2 separate regions of the Mus musculus genome follow, and region 1 is linked to region 2. Evidence: chromatin contacts called from public HiChIP or PLAC-seq data. All regions are on one chromosome and are shown on one strand. The core of a region is the stretch at or near the end of the contact, and the rest is flanking DNA. Distances in the headings are between cores, read along the strand shown. Region 1 overlaps Gclc (glutamate-cysteine ligase, catalytic subunit). Region 2 has its middle 22 kb from the start of Klhl31.

Region 1 (5,924 bases), core at 2,789-5,288, 170 kb after region 2:
CTATCCCTTCTCCATTGGTTGCAGACTAGGCTGTCCTGGATTCACACTGCCAGAACACAGACCCAACCCAGAGGAAGGAGGCGCATCAAAGTCCCTCTTCTTTCCAGATGAAGCCATAAACAAGCACCCCCGCTTCGGGTGAGTGAGGCTCAGACTCTGCGGTCTGTGAATTCCTCTCACCCACACGTCGGATTCAGAGGAGACAGCAGACACTATCTGCTCATGTTGCTTCCTACATACAGGTTTGCTTTGTCCATTTCAGAGCCGTCTTTACAGGCCGTAGCTCCTTTCCTACATTTTGTTTACAGACAGTTTTCTGTCCTGATTCTACAAACACATGTACTGGGAGATTTCCTTTCCCTGTCCAAGTTAGTGCTGGGATCTCTCTTCACCCACGTTGCCCTCTGCTCTGACACGGTCAGGTGGCTACAGCACTTAGCATAGGCACTCTCCTTGTACCTAGGTCTGTAGTTGAAGTTGCTTTAGGTCCTTCACCAGCTTGATCTTGGTTCTTCCTATGAACTCTTCTATATTGGAAAGAAGCCCCTGACCCAACATGAGGGACACAGGGAACTCTCAGCTTACTCCTTTTCCAGGCTCCCACAGTTGTACATTCAAAGTCTTTGTAAGGATAGACAGAGATCGACTGACTGACTGACTGACTGACTGACTGACTTGTTCATTCATTTGTTTATTTGAGGCAGGGGTTGTTGTTTGTTCCTTCATTCATTCATTTGCTTGCTTGCTTGTTTGTTTACTTACTCATGGCAGGGTCTGTCTAGGAAGCTTGGCTATACAGGAACTCGCTGTATAGACTAGGTTGACCTCAAACTCACAAAGATCCTCCTACCTCTCTCTCTAGTACTGGGATTAAAGAGCCATTATTGCGTGTGTTAAAAAGAAAACACTGAGCTGCTGCAAAGATGGATCATGATGATTATAAAAGCTACCCAGAATCCCTCACGGGAAAGGCCAGCACAGGAGGTCCTCGTGTCCTGACTGAGGGATCAAAGCAGGAGTCATATAACATAAAATAAGTGAACCTTGGTTTCATAATTTATCAAACCTCATCTATCTAAAGTGTTGCTGCAATTTAGAGTCAGTTCAAAAATCTGAGAGGAATTTTTTTTCCTCTCTTTGTGCTGTTAAAATTGTGAGTTTGAATTAGGACCAGTGACTGCAAGTGTCGGTGGCCATAATGTGCGCATCAGGTAAGAATCAGTCTGTGTTTTGGATCGGGGGCTGAAGCAAGTGATTTTGAGACTTCAGTGATAACCAAAACCTAAGTTCTTAAATTTGACTAAAATCATTGGAATTTTCATGAGTAATGTTAGAATTAGCTGGACTGTGGTTGCCATGAACACCTGTGCTGACTAGGTGAGCAAGAAGGGGTGGTCCCCAGGCAGAGCGCAGGAACTGCTGCTCACCAGTCCCCTTTCAGGAAACCCTTAGGGTAGCATGTCACGTGCCATGAGCCAGTCTCGGATTTTTAGTTTGCGGTAGGATTCAGTTCCATTCAGTTCGATGTGCTCAGATTCTAATGTGGCAGTTGTTGGGTGACCTGTCCTTTTGTTTGCTTGCTGTAGTACTCTAACAAGAAACATCCGGCATCGGAGAGGAGAAAAGGTTGTCATCAATGTGCCAAGTAAGTGGGTGGGGCTGGGCTGGGGCTGGGGCAGCATAGTCCAACCGGCAGCCTTGATTCTCAGCTCCTCTTCTTTTCATTAATAATGCAGTATTCAAGGACAAGAATACACCATCTCCATTTGTAGAAACATTTCCAGAAGATGCGGAGGCATCAAAGGCTTCTCAGCCAGACCATATCTACATGGATGCCATGGGATTCGGGATGGGCAACTGCTGTCTCCAGGTATTGCCTGTGTTGTATGGAGACTTAAATGTCCTCTTCACTATGCATGTGTCTGGTTTAAAGTCACCTTCTAATCTGATTCGAAAGATAGCTTACCTTCTGAAAAATGATGTTGCTTTAGTAAAGTCTTTTGTAGCTGTCTTTTGACTGAAAATTCACAGTTTACCACAGAGGTGTGTGGTTGTTACTAAACTTGGTATCTATTGGTAAACAGATGTTGGTGAATGCCCTTTTTAGATGCCTGATTTTTTACCGCCATCTAGTGACAGCCTTTGAGGATATTATACAAGGCTCAGATCTCTATTTCTGAAAATGACCTCTGGTGAGAGAATCCAGTGACTTTATGATCCAAGGGCAAAGGTTGTTTGGCATTTAAATTTTTATTCTTGTGCAAAGCTACCTCGTGGTTTAAAAGGAATAAATATTTAACAGTCTTTGCCTTGCCCCTGGCTAAATTACACTAGAGATACAATAGTATTTCTCTGTTCGAACAGTTAAAATTTTTGCTGGGACTAATCAAATAACTGATGGCCTCCAACAGTGACTGCACCAGGCTCCCTCAGGAGCAGAGTGGGGAGTGCAGTCTCCCAGCCCACACAGGCCCGTGGTCGTCTCTGCCCTTGCTGCCTCCATGCTGAGCTGGCTTACTTAGTTAAACTGACTGTAGCCACAGCACAAAGGGCACAAAACTCAGCATTCTTTTCTTAGGGCTGCAGCTGTACACACAGTTGTCACATTAGCCTCCCAACTGTTATTTTTGAAAGTACAGATAATTTAGATTTAATACCCAAGTCAGACTTTCCCATGCTACATGTTTCTATAGCATGAAAAGGTATTTTGTTTCCTTTGCATATTTAAGTAGAATCAGATATGTAGCCTCCAAACAGACGCCAGAATGTTCCCTTAAGAACGGTCACACATCATTTAAAACAAGGCTGACTTTTGACTGTGTTACCCGCTTTCTTATCTTAAGTACAAACATTTCTGGAATTAATCATTAAGCTGCAGCACTTAAAATGTGTGGCTTCAGTATTCTGGGAGTGTTCTTGGAACCCAGCCCTTCCTTGGCTTAATATTGAACCAGGGTCTTTCAGGGTTGCACAAAGTGACAGTCTCGCTTGAGACACTTGATTTATGCAAATAAGTGAGTCCTACTGGTGGGGACAAGCATTTTCATGTAAAGACACAGTTGTCTAATCTATTTAAGGTATGAGTTTAGTACTTCCCCCAACATAACCAGTTACAGTATCCCACTTCAAAAGGTTGTAGTGACACAATGAGATGAACTCAGAAGTAGCTACAAAAGTCCCTGCCTTATATCTTCTGACTGGGACCTGAAAGAAGTATTTATTATAGAAAAGCACAAAAAGAAATGGTAAGTACTTTTTTAGTTAATAGTAGACTTAACTGGACAAAACAAAACTCCTCCAAGTTTGTGAGCTTGCTGAGTGCTATAGTGCTTGCCTGGCATCCCAGTGCTACAGAGGGAGTGTGAGCTCAGGCCAGTGTGGGTTCCATATCCAGACCATCTCAGAGAAGTAAATCTTTACACTTCAGAAAAAGGCCATGGCCTGCTATGGATTTTTTTTCCTCCTCCTTTTTTCTACTTAAGAGAATTATGTGGTTTCAAAACCAGATTCTAGGTAAGTGTCGGGTTTGGTTTCTCATCTCCGTGTTTCACAGGTCCTCCTTCCCTCCTGTCAGTGTCCTAGTGACGTCTCCTCCCGTGGGATCTCTTAGGAGGGCAACAGAAGCCAGCCTTCCCGTGCTATGCCTTTGTCAGGGGTCAGAGCTCCTTGGTTTTGCTTTCCCCACCAAAGTCACTGTTTATGAAAGTCACCGTTTAGCGTGGCGTTCCGCTTGACTTGATGCGCAGAGTGTTTCGGCTCTAGAGACAGGAAGGCAGTTAGGAAATCTACTTACGATAACTGTTGTTACACTGCAACTTGGAAATCCCAGTCCCTCCTCTTCATAGAGTTTTCTAAAGCTGGGTTTTTCAGGATGTACCTACGAATCCTACTCTGTCCCAAGCTACCAAGGAAAGACACCATCCTAGAAAAGTTGTCACTGCAGTATCTTTGCAAAACTAAAGAGTAATGCACAGGAACATGCCTAACAGTCACAGGACAGACATAGATCTAAGAAACACATGTCCAACAGACTCTGTCTGCGTCACAACACCCAGAAACACGTGACTGTCTTACATCTCAGCATCCTCTTTCCTTCATGACCTTCTGTCAATTTAGTAAATAGGTAATAAACACTGCCCCACATTCTTGGGACAGAAAACATCAAGACAGAATCCTGGTGATAGGACCACAGACAGTGAGCAGTACTCTGCCTATCCTGCTCCATTCCACACTGAATCCTTACTCCATAAAGTGTGCACATGCATGCAGAGACCAGAGGCCAACCTCAGCTGCCGTTCCTCAAGCACTGTCCATAAGGGTCACTCATTGGCCTAGAGCTAACGAGCCCTAGAAATCTGCCTGTCTTTGCCTCTCTGGCCCCACGACTATAAACACATACACCACACCCAGCTTTTGGTGGGGGTTCTAGGGAATCAAAGTCAGGTCTTAGTGCTAACAAGGCAAACACTTTAGCTCCTCCGCTCTCTCCCTGGCCTCACATTGTTTGATGGTCTCATGTCCTTAGAGACCTTATCTCCAGCTCTCCTCAATTTTTACTGTAACATTTGATTTTTTTTTTTTCCTTAATGGCTACAACATAGCTTCACATTATCTTAATCTGTAGTGACTAGTAAATCTCATTACTTAATGTGTTACTCACTTTAGCATTACCATGGAAACTACAGGAAGATCAGAACACCAAGTTATTTAAATGATTGTTTCAGAAGTCAGTTGCCGTATATAATTCAGCAGATGTCCCCCATGGAACTTGTTTGATGATATAAGGGACAGTTGAGAGAGACAGTTAAACCGCTGGAACTAAGAGTCATAACAATAACACTGAGAGTCGTAACAGTGCTTTCATCAGCACATCAATTATTTCCTGCATCAGCACCAAACTCAAACTGTCATTATTGAATGGCCATAATGGAGGAAGGTAAAATTGTTTTCAACTTGTGCTTATAATAGTTGTGCTGTTTTCACAAACTGTGCTCCTTGACCACCACTGCCACTCTTCCCTGTGAAGAAACGCAAAACTTTGTTTCTTTGGGGTTATTATTGTAGAGGATTTGCGTTAACCAATGTGATTTTCCTATAATTTTCTGGTGCCTACTTTCCCCTTGTGAGGCTTCCTAGGTAATCTTACTGAATTTGGGGCATTGTCAGAATAGACACTCCGACACTGATTTTTTTTTTTTCCTTCTGAAGTCCAGAGCCTTGGAAACCTAGCTGTTTCCAGGACTTTTCATCCCCTAACATCCATTAACCCGCATGTCACAGCACCTGTACCTCTTCTTCCTCTATGCCCTAGGAACACCCAACAGAAGTCTCCCTCATGCTCTGTCCCCAGGTCCCCAGAGCCCACCTCTTCAACTCTGGCATGCCCCTTCTTCTAGCCCTGAGCTTTCTCCTTCTCAGACCAGTGATTTTACTCTAGTCCCTTCTGGCCTTGCCACCTTCCACATCCCCAACAACCTCACCCCACTCTGCCGTGCTTGGAAATAGACCAAATACAGCCCTCCAGACCCGTCTTTATACCAAAATGCATGTAAGCCCGCTGCTACTGGAAGCCAACAAGAGACCAAAGCTCTGCTGCCTTTTGCAAGTCTCTCTTCTCTTTCCTGGCTTGACAGTGGTTTTGGCTTTCACTGGTGTGTTTATGAGTTGTGGGACATGAGTACAGACATTTACCCAAGACAACTTGTAAGCCATACCTGAAGCCTTTGCATCTGTGACGTGACCACCTTCTTTTCTCTATCCACCGTCCTTCTCAGACTTACTGCTTGTGGGCCTGATAATGACTTTCGTTGTTTTAATAATTTCTGTTCTCAAACAGGTGACATTCCAAGCCTGCAGCATATCTGAGGCAAGATACCTTTATGATCAGCTGGCCACTATCTGCCCAATTGTTGTAAGTAGAAAGT
Region 2 (5,298 bases), core at 2,335-4,834:
AAACTAAATCCCTATGAGTCACTTTCTCTGGATTTAACAGCAGCTATCTAAGGACTGTTAACATTTTCCCTATTTCAGTTTTCTGGTTCCCAGGGTGTATTGGAAATTACGAGGTGAGTCACACTTTATTGTGATCAGTACAATATTGGCTCTGCTCCTCGGGGCCAAAGTCTGATTGTTAAATGGCATCATTTAAGTCCGACAATTAGATCTTGGACTTTCAGAAAAACAAATAAAAGCCTACCCAGGAGAAATTCATTCTTAAAGTGAATTACTCTCAAATTTCTCTGCCTCAAACTGGGCAATATATAAGAACACTCACCATTTCTAATGAAAATGTAACCTAATCGGAGAATTTGCCACTAGAGTGGAATGTTAAGATTGAAAAATACATTGTATCTAAAAAAAAAAAAAATCACAAAATAATCTCCCATGTGTGTGTTCTAGTGTCATAGACATAGAGGAAACAAGCAGCTGTGTTGCCTTGGTCATCAGTATTGTTCGAATCTAGATGGGATGTGTTTCTTTGACCATGGGCTTGGTTTAGAGATGGTGGGGCACCAGAGACAATGTCTGGCCATTGGCGTCAAGAATTCAGATGGTTGCAGCCATGGCACAGGGCATGCAGACTGCAGCAGATAGAGCATGCGATCTCAGTCAATGATGGGCCTCAGGATATGCACAGGTTCTTGCGAAGACCGAGTACATCCTACAAAGGACTCTGAGTTTTCAGGAGACATCTGGACTTGCATTTAAACAGAGACCTTTTACTTAGCACACAAAAGAAATATAATCAAATTAAAGTGTAGATTAATAATCACAAATAGAGAGTGATTGTTTAGAATAAATATATCTTGGGGTATTTGGTGCATTTTCTGTTATAAAAACCTATTCTTTATCTGCAATTAAAATTTTAACTGGGAATTCTGTATTTTCCTTTGGCAAGTCTGGTGCCCTAAAGTGAAACAAAACAAAACATGTTGCCAACCAACCCTTATGCTTGGAATGATTCTGTTTAGTAAAGATATTTCGGTACATAAAGATGCTTACATAGATACACACAGCCTTGGGTGTTTTGCCTGCATGTATGTCTGTGTACCATATGCATGCTTGGTGCCTGTAGAGACCAGAAGAGAGCATTGGATCCTTTCGGACTGGAGTTACAGATGGTTGTGAAGTGCCCTGTGGTAACTGAAGAGCGGCCAGTGGTCTTAATCACTGAACCATCTCACCAGCTGCTCCCCCACCCACAGCTTTTTTTTTCTTTTATAGTGGAAAATATATGTATATTTTCCATTTGTATACTTTTATGCTACTACTGCTTCTGACATTTTGTATCAAAAGGAGATTAAAGGAAGTAATGAGTGTAATATGAACGGAAATTGACAAGTAGGACCCGTGAAACTTAAAAACTGCTGTACAACAACAACAGAAGCAGTTGAAGAGACAACCTAGAGAGAGGGAGGAAAGTCTGTGCTCACTGTAGATCTGATAAGGAATTAATTTCTAGAATATACGAAGAACTAAAACCAAAAAACTAAACAATAAATAAAATGGCTAATGAAATGTGCAGACCACGCTCCAAAGGTGGACTATAAATGGCCAATAAGTATATGGGAAAATGTCCAGCTTCACTAGGCCATCAGAGAAATGCAAATTGAAACTACATTAAAACTTGATTTTACCCCAGTCAAAATGGTATTCACCAAGAAAACAAATAAGAAAAAATGATGGTGAGGATATGGACAAGAGATTCCGTTATACACTTCTGGTGGAAAAGCAACCAAGTTCAACCACTATGGAACTCACTATGGAGGGTTCTCAAAGCACGAAAAATAGTTCTGCAGGACCCAGTTGCATGGCCCCTGAGTATTTATCTGAAGGATTCCAAATGGGCACATCACAAAGATACTCACGTTGATGTTTATTGAAGGACTCTTCATAATGGCTAAATTATGGAACTAAACCAACTGCCTAACAACAGAGGAATAAGCCAAAGCAAGTATTTTATGCAATGGAATTCTACGTGTCCATAAAAAAATGGACAAGCTGCAGATAATCATACTAAGTGAATTGAGCCAGGCTCCTAAAGACAAATGAACATTTTTCTCTCATTTGTGATTTCTAAGATTATGTATGTATGTGTTCATGTTTTTAAAATTGCTTTTAAGATTTATTTACTTTTAGTTTATGTATATGTCTTTTGCCTATAAGCATGTCTGTGCACCTCAAGAATTCAAATGTATTCAGAGGTCAGGAGAGGACATCAGATCTCCTGGAACTGAAGTTACAGACTGTTGTGAGCCACCACACAGGTGCTGGAAACTGAACTCAAATCTTCTGGAAAAAAACCAACAACAACAGTGCTTTTAATTGCTAAGCCACTTCTCCAGTCCTGATAAATAAAATTATGTATGTTTATAAGACATAAATATAGAACTAAACTTATCAAAGGATACAAAGGGACTAGTGGGAAGTGGAGAGGGGACCTGGGTTAGAGGATGTGGAGGTTTGAAAAGGAATGCCCCCCCCCATAGGCTTAAATATTTGAAAACTTTGTCAACAGAGCTTGACACTATTTGAAAGGATTAGAAGGATTGGGAGATGTGGCCTTGTTGAAGGAAGGGTGTGACCAGGGGTGGGCTTTGAGGTTCCAAAAGCCCAGAGCCTGTCTGTCTATCTGTCTCTATTTCTGTCTCTATCTCTGTATGTCTCTGTCTCTCTCTTACATACATGCACACACACACACACACACACACACACACAAAACCAATCAGGTTACAGCTCTCGGCTGCTGCTCTAGCACAGTGCATGCCACCATGCTTCCCTCTATGATGATAATGCGTTAAACCTCTGATACTGTAAGCAAGGCCCCTATTAAATGCTTTCTTTTATAATAGTTTCCTTGGTCCTTGGTCATGGTGTCTCTTCCCAGCAATAGAAGAGTGACTGAAACAGGAAATTTAGAAAGGAATGTGCTCAACATATAATATATGCTTGCACAAAACCTTAAAATGAATTCATTAAAGCTGAAAAAAATATATGAGCACTGGGGAGTTCCACTCATAGGGATTGTGTTCGACTGGCATCAATTTAATTCCCTCTTATTTAGTTCATACCAGCTACCAAGCAAAAGGGAAGCCATTAGAGCCCACTGAAGGTGGAAACTCCTAGGTAAGACATTGGATTGTGGGCTCATAAACACAGCCAGGGTTGTATTACAGCCTGGGCTAGGAGTCAGATTGTACTGTGCTAATCAACAGAGTCTCAGGAACCAAATGTTTTCAGGTGAGTCCAAAAACTTGGACACTGACCCTATTTTTAAAACTCTGGTCTATTCTGAAAGAGATTTAAATTGTGTCCCTCAGATACTGAGAACTTTGCTGTATGTAAAACCACCCAAGAAAGCTACATTTAAGCCATCGGGTTACTGGCGATCTTGCATGTTTAGCCCAGTCTCTATGGTGACACACAGCCATGAATTTAACCCCCAAACGTCTCCACAGTTCTTACACTACTTATTCCCCTTGCTAATACACTTCAGCTTTGACTCCTTCTCCCTTGGTACCTCAAAATAGTCAACCATGCAAACCATTTGTTCCCTCAGATCTATTTTTAGAGTGGCCTTCCTTTGGGCAGGGCCAATAGAACAGGTGCAAGAGCTGCTGTTTAGTGCATCTGAACCTGAAAAATAAAACAAAACCCATATATTTGAGAGACTCGGAGACCAGCTCAGAACTGTTCTTACACAGCTCTTAGCAGGTGACCTCAGAGGGTGCCAAGAGGGCACTGTGTTTAGGGATCATCCCAATGACAATAAAATGAAGAATTTATTTCTGCATAGTCCTGACTTCCCTCACAGAGAATTCAAGGGCTGGTTGAATTCTTAAGGAGTTCGCAGGGTCAGCCAGAGTGACAGGAAATAAAACCTTAATGTCTTTCTATTTTATTTACTATTTTATGCAGCAGTAAGATTTTAAAGAACTTTTACCTCATCCTGCCAACAACCTGGTGAAGGACACCACACCGTTAGGAAAACAAGAAGAGAAATAGTTACCAAGGCCCTCAGGGATATCCAAAAATCAAAAAGTTTATTTCTTCTTTTCTAGTCGGAGACTCGGTGGATTAAACTTAAATACCAGTTAGATAGAAGGCTGCAGAGGAGAATGGGAGGCAGCCTATGTTTCCCTTGTGTGAATTCAATTCAGCTACCTGTGTCTGTATACCACACCCGCACACCCCAGCTTGAGTTTCTAAGTTGCAGAATAGAGGGAAGTAGCGGCTCTGGAGTCAGGAAGATAAGTCTTCATGGCTTCTTGCTTTATAAGTGATAGGAACATCTTGTCAGAGTCCATGCTAAGCTAATTTTTAACCTCAGCTTAAAAGTCTTTAAGCTCACCACATTTCTCCCCAAGAGTAACTCAAGCGTTGAGAATCTGTTTTACATAATGTGACCTCAGGTTATATTAAAATACCTTAGACTCACCCCTCAGTGATGTCAGGGGCTGGCTTTTCAAATGCTGAACTCATCCATGTGTCTCCTCGCTGTTGGTGATCTCACACTGATTGTGATGTTGATTTGGAGCAGTGAGCTAAAGGCCCTGACTTAAGGTTGTAGTCTTCCCTGAAGAACACGGAGGTACCAGATGCACAGTTCAAGTGTAGTGCGTCTTTCCTGAGTTTATTGCCAGTTCCTTACTTCACACCTTCATCTTGGTGTGTTCTCAGCAGGGATCAGTGAAAGCACTGTCAGGTTTGTGGTCTTGTTAGTTACTCTGGGTGTGTCGGGCAGAGTAAAAATCTTGCTTTCTACTTACTGTCCCCCTCCTGAGAGCCACCATCTGTTCTAGGTCAGATCATCCATTCAGGAGTACCTGTAGTGAATATTTTTAGACAATGCTTGTCATGAACTATAAGTAGGGATGACCAGAAGAGAAACTAAAGACAGTTTACTAGACTGAGAGTGGTGGCCCAGGCCCACAGTCAGAGCATGCAGAAGGCTGAGGGCCAGGCCTTGGCTACATAGCAAAGTCAGCCAACATGGGCTACATAAAAAGACATTGTGCCAAAAACTTAAATAAATTATATATTTACTGATGTTTCCATCCTTCTACTACTCTGAACAATACTGTATAGAAATGTAATAATTACTTATATTGTTGAAAAACAGTAGTGTTTATTATATCAGTGTTGCTTAAGTCAATCCATAATGTCAGTTTTTATCACTCTTTTAGCTACTTTAAAACCTTCAAGGCTAACACCACATTTCTCATGAAATGTTTATGAAGCAACATCTGG

Evidence for each region. HiChIP or PLAC-seq counts read pairs in DNA pulled down with a chosen protein or histone mark.
Region 1: an H3K4me3 HiChIP or PLAC-seq map of the 230-238 cell line shows a contact between it and region 2, with 21 read pairs. The contact joins two enhancer-like sites. A contact is called at or near these places in 5 of 39 promoter capture datasets (the 3T3-L1 cell line, 3T3-L1-derived adipocytes, the HPC-7 cell line and 2 more), 2 of 15 datasets of contacts at CTCF or cohesin (large pre-B cells and pro-B cells), 100 of 484 Hi-C or Micro-C datasets (the AML12 cell line, the AtT-20 cell line, B cells and 59 more), 9 of 115 datasets of contacts at active chromatin or transcription factors (the 230-238 cell line, bone marrow-derived dendritic cells, embryonic stem cells and 6 more) and 1 of 9 other capture datasets (embryonic stem cells).

The regions. Positions count from the first base shown.
Region 1 is chr9:77,779,498-77,785,421 of GRCm38.p6, forward strand. It overlaps Gclc (glutamate-cysteine ligase, catalytic subunit), which reads left to right. Exons shown (of 16, transcript NM_010295.2): 4 at 25-138; 5 at 1,587-1,645; 6 at 1,737-1,870; 7 at 5,837-5,911. Among named protein-coding and RNA genes, the nearest start is that of Gclc, 28 kb to the left of the region's middle. Within about 2 kb of position 4,039, at least 28 of the 459 cell types and tissues checked have an H3K27ac peak or open chromatin away from gene starts, as enhancers often do. A contact at or near this core is called in the 230-238 cell line, centroblasts, centrocytes and 1 more, where this site is marked.
Region 2 is chr9:77,612,462-77,617,759 of GRCm38.p6, forward strand. No RefSeq gene overlaps it. Among named protein-coding and RNA genes, the nearest start is that of Klhl31, 22 kb to the right of the region's middle. Within about 2 kb of position 3,585, at least 19 of the 459 cell types and tissues checked have an H3K27ac peak or open chromatin away from gene starts, as enhancers often do. A contact at or near this core is called in the 230-238 cell line, centroblasts, centrocytes and 1 more, where this site is marked.